Regions from separate parts of the Bicyclus anynana genome. Here region 2 is linked to region 1. Evidence: chromatin contacts called from public Hi-C data. All regions are on one chromosome and are shown on one strand. Each heading gives the region's core, a stretch centred on a gene start, on an enhancer-like site or on the middle of the called end of the contact. The rest is flanking DNA. Distances are from core to core; before and after follow the strand shown. Region 1 overlaps LOC112048118 (segmentation protein cap'n'collar). Region 2 overlaps LOC112048118 (segmentation protein cap'n'collar).

The links. A called contact is a pair of places that touch in the nucleus more often than the background predicts.
Region 2: a contact with region 1 is called in a Hi-C map of whole larva, with 5 times the contacts expected there. The contact joins two enhancer-like sites. A contact is called at or near these places in 2 of 2 Hi-C or Micro-C datasets (whole body and whole larva).

What each region holds. Positions count from the first base shown.
Region 1 is chr27:2,804,658-2,810,389 of ilBicAnyn1.1, forward strand. All of the region lies in intron 2 of LOC112048118 (segmentation protein cap'n'collar), which reads right to left. Among protein-coding and RNA genes, the nearest start is that of LOC112048118, 57 kb to the right of the region's middle. Within about 2 kb of position 2,679, at least 8 of the 8 cell types and tissues checked have open chromatin away from gene starts, as enhancers often do.
Region 2 is chr27:2,838,896-2,844,627 of ilBicAnyn1.1, forward strand. The region is part of intron 2 of LOC112048118 (segmentation protein cap'n'collar); the gene reads right to left. Among protein-coding and RNA genes, the nearest start is that of LOC112048118, 23 kb to the right of the region's middle. Within about 2 kb of position 2,221, at least 2 of the 8 cell types and tissues checked have open chromatin away from gene starts, as enhancers often do.

The DNA of each region.
Region 1 (5,732 bases), core at 1,429-3,928:
ATTATGCAATGTGTTGTTTTAAAAATTGTGACTGATTAATAATAACAATGAATACCTACTTTAAGTTAAATGAATTGTAAAATATTGTGAAGAAGAGAAAATAAAAGGCTTTATTATTATTATTATTATAAAGCTAACAGCAAATCGCCAAAATGGCTCGACCAATGTAGCTCATTTTTTTAGTTCTGTTTCATATTTTTGTTATGCTACTAGAAAAGCTCATAATTCTTATCGAAAGAAAAAGCGTGAAAATTACGAGGAAAACAGTATAAAACTATTCTCATACTAACCATAACGCTTCAATTAACCATAAATAACATGATACAAGTACATACATACTAGAGATGCGCCGAGTAACACTTTTGCCGAGTAACGAGTACCGAGTTTTACTCGGTTAAATTTTTTTTCAACCGAGTACTCGGCCGAGTAACTCGGTTCAGTCAAATTTCTATTTCGCGCGCGTAGACAAGTATTAATTCAATTCAATTCAATTAAAAATTGTTTATATCAAGTAGACTTAGTTTACAAGCACTTTTGAAACGTTTGACTATTTGCAGTGACTCTACCACCCAGCTCGGAGGGCGCAGTCTCCTGTTAAGAAGAGAGGGCGAGAAACTCAACAGTTGCTCTTTTAAATCTTTACATAATTTTAATTTTATTTAAATTTAATCGAGATTTTCAAAGATTTCCTAAATTACTAATAAATACTTTTTGATTAACCTACCTAAATAATGCTTTTCTTAAACAAAATATACTCGGCATTCACCGACCGAGTCATTCGGCCGAGTACGAGTATCAAAAAATCCGCCGAGTACGCCGAGTACCGAGTGTCAACCGAGTACTCGGCCCATCTATACTAATATTATAAAGAGGTAAAGTTTGTAAGTTTGTAAGTTTGTCACATTTTTTAAATGGGGTAATCTTCGGAACTACTGGTCCGATTTTAAAAATTCTTTCACCAGTAGAATGCTACATTATCGGGGAGTGCTATAGGCTATATTTTATATTGGTATCATATATATTAACCGAGTTATCACAGTTTTTGTCATACAGGTCGGACTGAAAATCCTCTTAAATAGACTTATTCGCATGCGCTGCCTTAACTATTGTGTAAAATTGAAATTAATGTATGGAGACTTTATGTATCTTTCAAAGTTCTACAAAAAAGTCCGCGACACCATATATCTATCTTCTATATATTAGCAGATATAGTACCTTTAGTGTTTTAAAAATTTAATTTTATATACTTAGGTTTACGTCATTATTTATACAACTAAACTTTAATCCTTATTAAAATAAATTATTTAATAATCACAAGGATATTATGGAGATAAGATTTGCTCTTTACAGTATGTTAATTACTTAAATAGTTTCGGAGATAATACAAAATTTCTAAAAGACGCAGAAATTCCGCTATATGACGCCCGGCGCTTTCATTTACGTAGTTCCCGTTCCCGTGTGAATATGGGGAACAAACATAGCCTATGACACTCGCAAATAACGTAGCTTTCTATTGGTAAAACAATTTTCTAAATCGGTCCAGTAGATCCAGAGATTATCTCTTACAACCAAACGAACTTTACTTTATACATTATTAGCATAGAAGTCTCTATTTCCCTTGGTCATCACACCACTCTCGAAGGGCTGGACCGATTTTGCTAAGGGTAGGAGTAAGATAGAGAAGTTACAGGGTGGGGGTAGGGGTAGGGTAGGGTAGGGGTAGGGTAGATGTAGGGGTAGGGTAGGGTTGGGGTAGTGGTAGGGTAGGGGTAGGGTACGGTAGGGGTAGTAGTAAAGTTGACATCGAAATTTACGCAGACGAAGTCGCGGGCGTCCGCTAGTCTCTAATAAATACCTAATATAAGAAATATTCAAGCCGCCATTTTTAATTGGTGCGCGTATCCATAATATGAAATTAATTACCTAAACTAACCAGCGTTTTCATACAATCAATTTTCAATCTTATCGCTTTAAGTATTAAGTTTAATATTCTGTGAGTGATTATTACGAATAAAATTAAACAATAATTCATACTATTTCTTCTTATGTACAAACAATTTTCAATCTTATTCTATTACAGATAAGGATAAAAATTCTTTGATAGGTAGAAGAAAAATAATAGGAAACGCTCCTGCATTCCATCATAACGTAGCGTCAATTGATAATAGCTTTAAACACTCATAATTAAAAGTACAAAATCGTATAAATCTATTTAAAAAAAAAATCGAATACGAAACTCATAAATAATTGTAAACCTGTCATTCTTTTACAAGAATTTGAAATTTATTACTATTACAATAAAGTTTAATTTAGATTGTGTAACCGATAGAGATGTAGGTTTGTGTCACTGCGGGATATGGTAAAGATTAATTTCTTCAAATCAAACAAGTTTTAAATCTATATGTTACTTGGTCACTATATACCTAAATATTTTGCACAAAAAATAAACATAGAAAAACCTGTCAATAGGTGTAAAATTGTAATAGGCAGAGATTGCATATGCTATAGATCCATAAATATCTAGTTGTACCGATAAATATAAATTATGATACATATATTAAATATGCTCTCATTAAGGAAAACTTATGTATTAATTAAGTATGTATGTTTTTCTTTTAACTAGAACCTGCTAGCGCCATCTCCACGTGCATTGAGAAAACGACGCGTTTCTAAACAGTTGGCGTTCGCTTACAACAGCGCCATCTAACAAAATCTCTTCGTACTACTAACTAAACCAAACCACTGCTCTTTAGCCTACACGCCGGTAGAGGGTGTTAAGTGCAATTCAAAATTTCACATTTTTCTATTATCTTTTAAAATATTATCTGATGTTTCCATAATTATTATGATAATAATTTATTACATGACATAAATTGGCTTTTAAATGCCACCAGCATAAATAAAAAATAAAATCAGTAGTCTCCTACTCGACGATAGATGGCGCTGACTGTTCATTTATTTTGTGTTTAACGTTACTTCCTACATAAGTCGAAATATCTTAGCAATAAAAATAGCTTAAAAATTGCAATAAATAATTAATAACATACAAGTTAATAATTAAACTTTTACATTACGCAATTATTAAAATAAATTGAAACACCCATTTGGCACTTGTCCACACCAGATGGCGTTGTAAAATCTAACCTTCTAGAACATATGATCGCCAAGGAAAACCCGATAAACCAAGGTCAACCTCGGTCAATGCGACTCAAGGATGACGTATCAACTTCGAAAATACTAAAATAATGATTACTACCCCGTGGATCACTCGTAAACATAATAATTATGTGTGTAACATAACATTAAACTATTTACAACTCTATTCTATTGGACATACGATTCATTATCAATTGACAAGTTGGACAAGTTTGATAAAATTGCTGATATCGATATACAAAACTAAACATGGTTATAAAAACTATGAAACCGCGAGTTCCTGCTTTGCAAGTATAAACCGCACCGCAATATCGATTATGGGTTGTAAAATGTAACTGAAGCCCTAATTCGCACGAGAGTTTTTTAGTTTGGTAGTGTTACCAGGTGTCCGGATAAAGCCGGACATAGTTAGGCTTTTCTATTCCGTGTCCGGTCAAAATAAACGGTGTCCGGCTTGTCCGTTTTTTTAGACTACCTTTACATTTAGCAAATGAGCGTGTGTGTGAACTTTAACAGTAAAAATTAAAAAAAAAATGATTTTACACATAATTCTTTTGTCGTAGGTAGGTAGGTAGGTTATTAAAAAAAATACATACAGCTGAACGTAGAACCTCCTACTTTTTGGAAGGAGGAGGTTCTACCTTCGGCTGTATGTATGTTTTTTTTTTTTACTACTTTCTTTCTATTGAGAATAGTCATCATGATCACCATGTGCTACCCTCAAACCGAAGTTTGGTGGTCAATATAGTGAAAAGCCTTCCTATTTTTAGCCGCTTCTTTTAGCTGAAGATTCCCTAGCCTAATCCACTCCTCTACGAGTATATCGGCCAACCATTGTCGTCGATTTCTTAAAATACCGATACACAAAATTCTCAATAATATGTGTGTCCGGCCTTTTTACCCAAATGTCAGGCCAAACTGGCTGGACTGTCCGGCTTAGCTCTGGCGACCTGGCGACCCTATTCCCAAGTAATGTTCACACGGCAGCATAACGCATTTTTAACGACCGTTAAAAAAACTCTCGTGCGAATGAGGGGTTATAGATTCCGAGAAAAACTGGTAAGTGGAAGTTTTGACAATTTAGCTGTGACGTGCACAGCATTTTTAACTAGGGTATGCATTATCAAGTGCTGGATTGGCGACCCCGGATTGGATGCAGGCGGCTCAGTATCGTGATGTTTGGGGGTCCATGCAAGAGGACTTTGTCCAGCAGTGGACGTCCATCGGCTATTAATGACTATTTAGATTAGACTACTAGTTCAATACAAGTTGTTTACATCAAACACGTGGCGATGTGAAAACGAAAGTGGCGCGTGGATCTAAATGCGTAATACAATATCGCACCACCCATACATTGTATATTAATACATAATATGTATGTATCATGGATACATAGGGTGTTATGTATGTATGTATCACGATAACGAACTGTCCCTTCGCACGTGTTCTTCATTTTTGTTACACAATACACACACCATATATATATACTACAAACAGTTTTTCTTGATGAGTACTGTTTACCAACAAACAAATTAAAAATGAGGGTATAAATTAAGAGTATGCTAATAGTAAAGCAATTTTGTAAAAGTAACAGGGTATCTGCGATCATTACTTTCGGAGCTACAGGGATTTAAAGGGTCACATTTGCGGATCCCTGAAAAACGGCCCATACAAAACTGAACGAATTAATGACGTCGTAGGTCATAATGATCGTTAGATTTGTATGGGCGTTCAAACAAAACTACAAACAAACAAAATTACAAATATCTTTGATACTTGGTCGTTTATGTTTATAGTTCATTTATTAAAAAATGTCACATAAATTTTCATCTAATTACGATAAAAGATTTTTAATAGAATTTGAAATTTTATAAACTTATTTATAAATTAATTGTCATTGACCTTATTTACCCGAATGTATCATAAAAATCAATATATTCAAACCTAGTCAAATAAATTCGATTAATAAGTTTAAAACAATTAGATATGGTTAATATATTTTATATAACATTTTATAAACAAACCATACACAATTTAAATTAAATAAGTTATGAAATGACATGCGTTTTCTGCCTTGAAAATGAAATAGAACCAATCTGGTTCATAATTGTCGAAGTTATGCCGTAACAAACATTAAAAAAAAATTATTTTTTTTAAGTCGGTCGAAAATAAATAAAACTTAAACAGAAAGGTGAAGGTCACATCTAATTCGGAACTACTATAATATCTATATCGCCCAAACCGTCTGCGTCCCTAGGACAGGTTATTGACCCTAGGGACAAAAGGGATCCTAACGTTCATTGCCTGTCTGGTTTTAGTACTTATTCGGCACTCGGATTCAATAACCTTGGATTGCTAAGGTCTCTAACTCACACCCTATTTCGAATATTCTACATCACTCAAAAACGCGAAAGTTTGTATGGATGTTTGGATGGTTGTTTGGATGTTTGTTACCACCGGTACTACTGAAGCGATTTGGCTGAAATTTGGAATGGAAATAGATTTTATTCTGGATTAACACAGGCTACTTTTTATCCCAAAAAAATCCATGGTTTCCCGTGATTTGCGAAAACTGA
Region 2 (5,732 bases), core at 971-3,470, 34 kb after region 1:
TTCACCATATTCGATAATTCGTTTTAGATAATTCAGTAGGTGATGATGTATCTGCCATTTGCGTTTTATCCATTAACTAGCCGACGCCCGCGACTTCGTCCGCGTGGAACTCGATGTAAACTTACAACTACCCCTATCCTACCCCTACCCTACTCCTAACTACTACCCTACTTTTCTGGTTGATTTTTTACACCTTGTGTCCGGAAAACCCAAATATCTTACGGAACCCTATTTTTTTCAAACATAAAATTTAGCCTATGTTACTTGTGGATAATGTAGCTTTCGAATGATGAAAGAAGTTTTAAAATCGGTCCAGTAGTTTTTGAGCCTATTCATTACAATCAAACAAACAAACATACAAACAAAGTTTTCCTCTTTATAATATTAAGTATAGATTACGGAACAACCTGTATAGTGTTTTACCCTAGTTAAATACCCTGTGCACGCCACTGGGTGTTTAATGTTTAATGTGTGAGTGGGTGTTGGTACATCGAACCGGTGGTGGTGTGGGTGTACGGACGCGGTAAGGACAGACAGGCAGACTGAATCATTGTCTTTATTTGTAGAGTCCAAGGTTCGATGTCCAGTTGCATTAATTTTGTTATCAGGGTATTTTAACTGTCCACTAGGGCAAAGCCGCTTTGAAGCAGAGGGATCGTTTAAGTATTACGTAAGCGCTACAGTGGGGTGGGGTCTTTCATCATCATCATCATCATCATGTCATGTTTGTTTGATTGAACGCGCTCATCTCAGGAACTACTGGTCCGATTTGAAAAATTCTTTCAGTGTTAGATAGCCCATTTATCGAGGAAGCCTATATATTATCCCTGTATTCTTACGGGAACGGGAACTACGCGGGTGAAACCGCGCGGCGTCAGCTACTCTATTATAAAGAGTAAAGTTTGTAATCTCTGGATCTACTAAACCGATTTTGAAAATTCTTTTCCCACTTGAAAGCCACGTTATCTGCGAATGTTATAGGCTACATTTTATCCCCGTATTCCAATGGTAAAAGGAACTACGCGAGTAAAACCGCGAGGCATCCTAGTTTCAATATATAACAAAGGTTTGTGATGCCAACAACCCGGTGATTCAGGTGATGTCGTATTCGTTAGCAGCTATCATAACCAATTATAGTGACGCCCACGACCACAGATATTATGGAGCGAGGCCTGTGGTGGTCAGACATTCCTCATTAACCCCCGACGCAAAAAGAGGGGTGTTAGTTTGTCTGTGTCACCATAACTCCTGAACGGATGAAGCGATTTCAATTTAGTTGTTTTTGTATGTAAGGTGACTTATGTGCGAGTGTTTTTAGACATGTTTGATGAAAATCGGTTGAGCCGTTTAAAAGTTGTGGGGGGTGAAAGTGGGGAAGAAAAGCCGAATGTTTAAAATATACTCGAGTGGGGTCTCAAATGAAAGCGCACTGAAAGAGAACTGATGACTTGATTGGGAGTGTAATTAATAATTTCATGACATTCGGGGGTTTTATAAAATTTCAGTTTTACGTTATTTTGTGAAATTTTATTTTTGGATACCTACTTATTATTGCAGGCGCTAGATCTAGTTATTATACAAGTTAATACAATATTTTTAACAAACAAATTGAACCGACTTCAAAGATGGATTACTCTAAAAACGCGATAAATAAAATCGTACCTATCCTTTCCTTTCTATTGATCAGTTTGACGGCGGTGCCAATAAAGAAAAAGCACATTTGGCATAGCGCCGCCTTTAAACCGATGTTATTTTCCGATTTTTAGAGTAATGTATCTTTTAAATTAAATGATTTCAATTAAAATCGCGATTAAATAAAACTGTAAGTGGTAGTGCGCAATCAAAACTGACTGTCTGTAGCGCCATTATCTATACTAATATTATAAAGCAAAAGCGTTTGTTTGTTTGAACGCGCTAATCTCAGGAACTACTGGTCCGATTTGAAAAATTCTTTCAGTGTTAGATAGCCCATTTATCGAGGAAGGCTATATTTTATCTCCATATTCATACGGGAACGGAAACAACGCGGGTGAAACCGCGCGGCGTCAACTAGTAGAGTAAATAAAAATTAAAACATCCGTTTAATTTAAATAAAGAACAGAGTAACCAAAAAAAAAAAACACAAGTTCGGAAACGTACGAAAAGTTTCAAACAAAAGGTAAAACGTAAATAATATTTTTAATACCCAGCGTCCTTGTCGAACGAACGGTCGCGCGGGTCAACGACCTTGCGCGGACGCGCTCAGAGAGCATTGCCAAAAATACATGAGTTTTCGCGCCCGTGAAAATGCTATACGTCGATTATTATCATTATCAACCCATATTCGGCTCACTGTTCATCTGAGGTACAGAGCAGAAAATGGGAATGGGAAAATGGCAGGAGAAATTGGAAAGTGTTGGCCTACGAATCAGTCAAACGAAAACTGAATATTTATTCTTGGACTTTGGCGGCACATCTCAATCTTTCAAAATTGCCTAAAACCCTACCAGCTTGCTCCGATTTTCGGTACCTCGGATCGCTTTTTCAAATCGATGGCAATGTGGACCGAGACGTGAAAAGTAGAATGAATGCGGTATGGATGAAATGGCTGTTCACTGTTCAGCTCGAGTCTCCTCCCAGTCTCCCAAAAAAAAACATTAAATCGTAGACAGAGAAGCATTAAACAAAAAAAAATCCATTGCTTTTTTTTATTATTAACAAGTTAGCCCTTGACTACAATCTTATGATAAGTGATGATGCAGTCTAAGATGGAAGCGGGCTAACTTGTTAGGAGGAGGATGAAAATCCACACACCTTTTCGGTTTCTACACGACATCGTACCGGAACGAATTGGCGGTACGTCTTTGTCGGTAGGATGGTAAATAGCCACGGCCGAAGCCTCCCACCAGCCAGACCTGGACCAATTAAGAAAATCTCAATCGGCCCAGCCGGGGATCCAACCCAGGACCTCCGTTTTGTAAATCCACCGCGCGTACCACTGCGCCACGGAGGCCGTCAAAAAAAAACGTTTAAAAACGCCATAAACAAATGCTACTACGCGAAGATCACTGACAATCTGTCAGAGTTTCAAACATGTTGCCATGATAAAAATTCCTAAATATTGTTGTCAGCTAATAAAAAAAATACATTTTATTTAATTAATTTAAAACGAAATGTGGGTTTATGTTCTTTTAATATAAAAATAACTTGTTCTGCTTAGTTGACGCTCAGAATAAAGGCCCAACCTCCATACAAAATTGGGATATGTCCTGTGTAGTCATTTCACACCTAATAATAATGGAGATGATGACTAGGTTTGAATATATCCATTTTTATGATACATTCGGGTAAATAGGGTCAATGTTAACTAATTTATACATAAAAAGCAAAGATTGTCTGGATATTTGCACAATAAATGAGATTATAAAATTTCAAAATCTATAAAAAATCTTTTATCGTAATTAGATGAAAATTCATACAGTTTTAGCTTCCTTACATTAAATGTGACATTTTTTAATATGTGAAATATAAACATAAAAGTACAAATAACAAAGATATTAGTAATTTTGTTTGAACGCAAATACAAATCTAACGATCATTACATTACCTACGAAGTCATTAGTTTGTGCCATTTTGTATGGGGCAATCTCATTTTTTTGCAAATATCCAGACAATCTTTGCATTTTATGTATAAATTAGTTAACACTGACCATATTTACCCGAATGTATCATAAAAATCAATATATTTGAACCTAGTCATCATCGCCATTGTTATAATTGATAACATCAGATAAAGTTGTTCAAGAAACATTGGAATTGGAATTGGTAGGTCTCCATATCCTTTAACCTAGAATCCAATGGGGACCTACACCGAAGGACCTACGACTTAGGACTACACAATGCCCAATCACATGGCCAAGTCCAGAAACTGCCCAGAAGGAAGTAGAAGAATCTTCTAAACAAAAAGGAGGGAAACGAGGCTCTTTAGTAAGCATTTAAAAAAAAAAGATAAATAATGATAGAATGAGGAAATGCTCATTTTAAATAGTGTTTGTTTTTAAGCGGCTTTACAGCTGTGGATTCTAGGTCTTTCGAGTGTTCTAAATTTTTTTTTATTACTTCTAGTTCCATTATGAATGTAATTCTAAGATAAAAGCAGCAACATTGTCTATTTTACTACTTAGCATGACTATGCAAAGGGCTCATTACAAAAACCAGTAAGGTATATGAAAAACATTATCAAATCAAAATTTAATATTGAGATTTGATACTTATTTTTTAATTACTCTAGCTTTTCACATAGTTCCCATTGTTGTGGGCATAAGTGGATAAAATGTGGTCTATGTTACTCGGTAATAATGTAGCTTTCCATTGGTGAAAAAAAAAATGTTTTATTAGTTAAGTTGTGAAACTGTAACAAAGTTACTATCACAAATAAAAGATAATATTATATTAAAAAGAGATTTTATTTGGTTTGTTTTGTTTTACGAATAGGCTCCAAAAGAATTCTTGTACCAATATAATGTAGCTTTTCATTATTAAATAGTAGTAAATGGAATGACGGCCTTCATGGTGCAGTGGTATGTGCGGTGTATATACAAGAAGGAGGTTCTGGGTTGAATCCCGGGCTGGGCTGTCAAATTAGTCTGCTTCCATCTTACATTGTATCATCACTTACCATCAGGTGAGATTGCAGAAGGGCTAACTTGTACATAAAAAAATTAAAAAAATATGGAATGGTTTAGTATGGTTTAGTTTAATATGTATATTTATTTCAATTTTATATCTAAAAATGGAATATGTGAGTGATTGATTTTAATTATTTGGCAAAGCGAATTTTGTATAATCCACACCATAAGTTTTCAATTTCTGAATACACTTATCTAATCTCAAAAAGTATTTCCAATCAGAAGAGCAGATTTGTTATAAAAATATCCTTGTTTTTTGGCATCAGTAAAAAAATATTCATGGCTGTATGGTCCCTTATTGACTAATTTAAAAAAAAACTATGACCCTTAGCTAATCAGGATGTCTGGTTGAAGATCTTTGCCTGCCCCTTGTGGATAAATAGAAAAAAAAAAGTTTACATCTACTCAGACAGAACAACTTTTTATAGGTGACAACTCCTACTAGAATGTTAAGTAGGTATTGGTAGGTTAATCTTTTATTATTGGATTTGCTTTCAATACCATTCTATTTTACTAATTATATATTTCAAACCTTTTATAAATAATACACATACACATTAAAAATCGTCTGCTATGCCCTATATGACTATTTAAACAAGATTCTGATAAGAAAAGATAAGATTAAAAATACAACTTGAAACTAAACAAAGTCACGCAAAATCAGCTCGTCTTATTTTCCGCAACACATGAAAACAACCTTTGTTCCTTTTTTTTTAATACCTACATATTCAAACAGGCAAAGATCGAAATATATTCAGTCTAATGTTTGCCGAATAACCTTAAAGTTAATAGTTGAGGAGTTAAGTTTAACATTTTTGTGTGAGACTGCCGTATTTACGCTCCGTTACCTTCAGTTAACGAAAGATATCCAATAAAGAGGTAAAAACCAATGGAAAAACAGTGGTTACTGTTAAGTGTTCACGTGAAGGAATTATAATCCACACACTTTTAAACACTCAAAACACTGACAATCCGTGTAATACTCAACCGGTAGTACAAAATAACAAATTATTCACTATTCCAAGAAAGTTTTAGCACTAAAAATACACGATTTCGCAACGATTT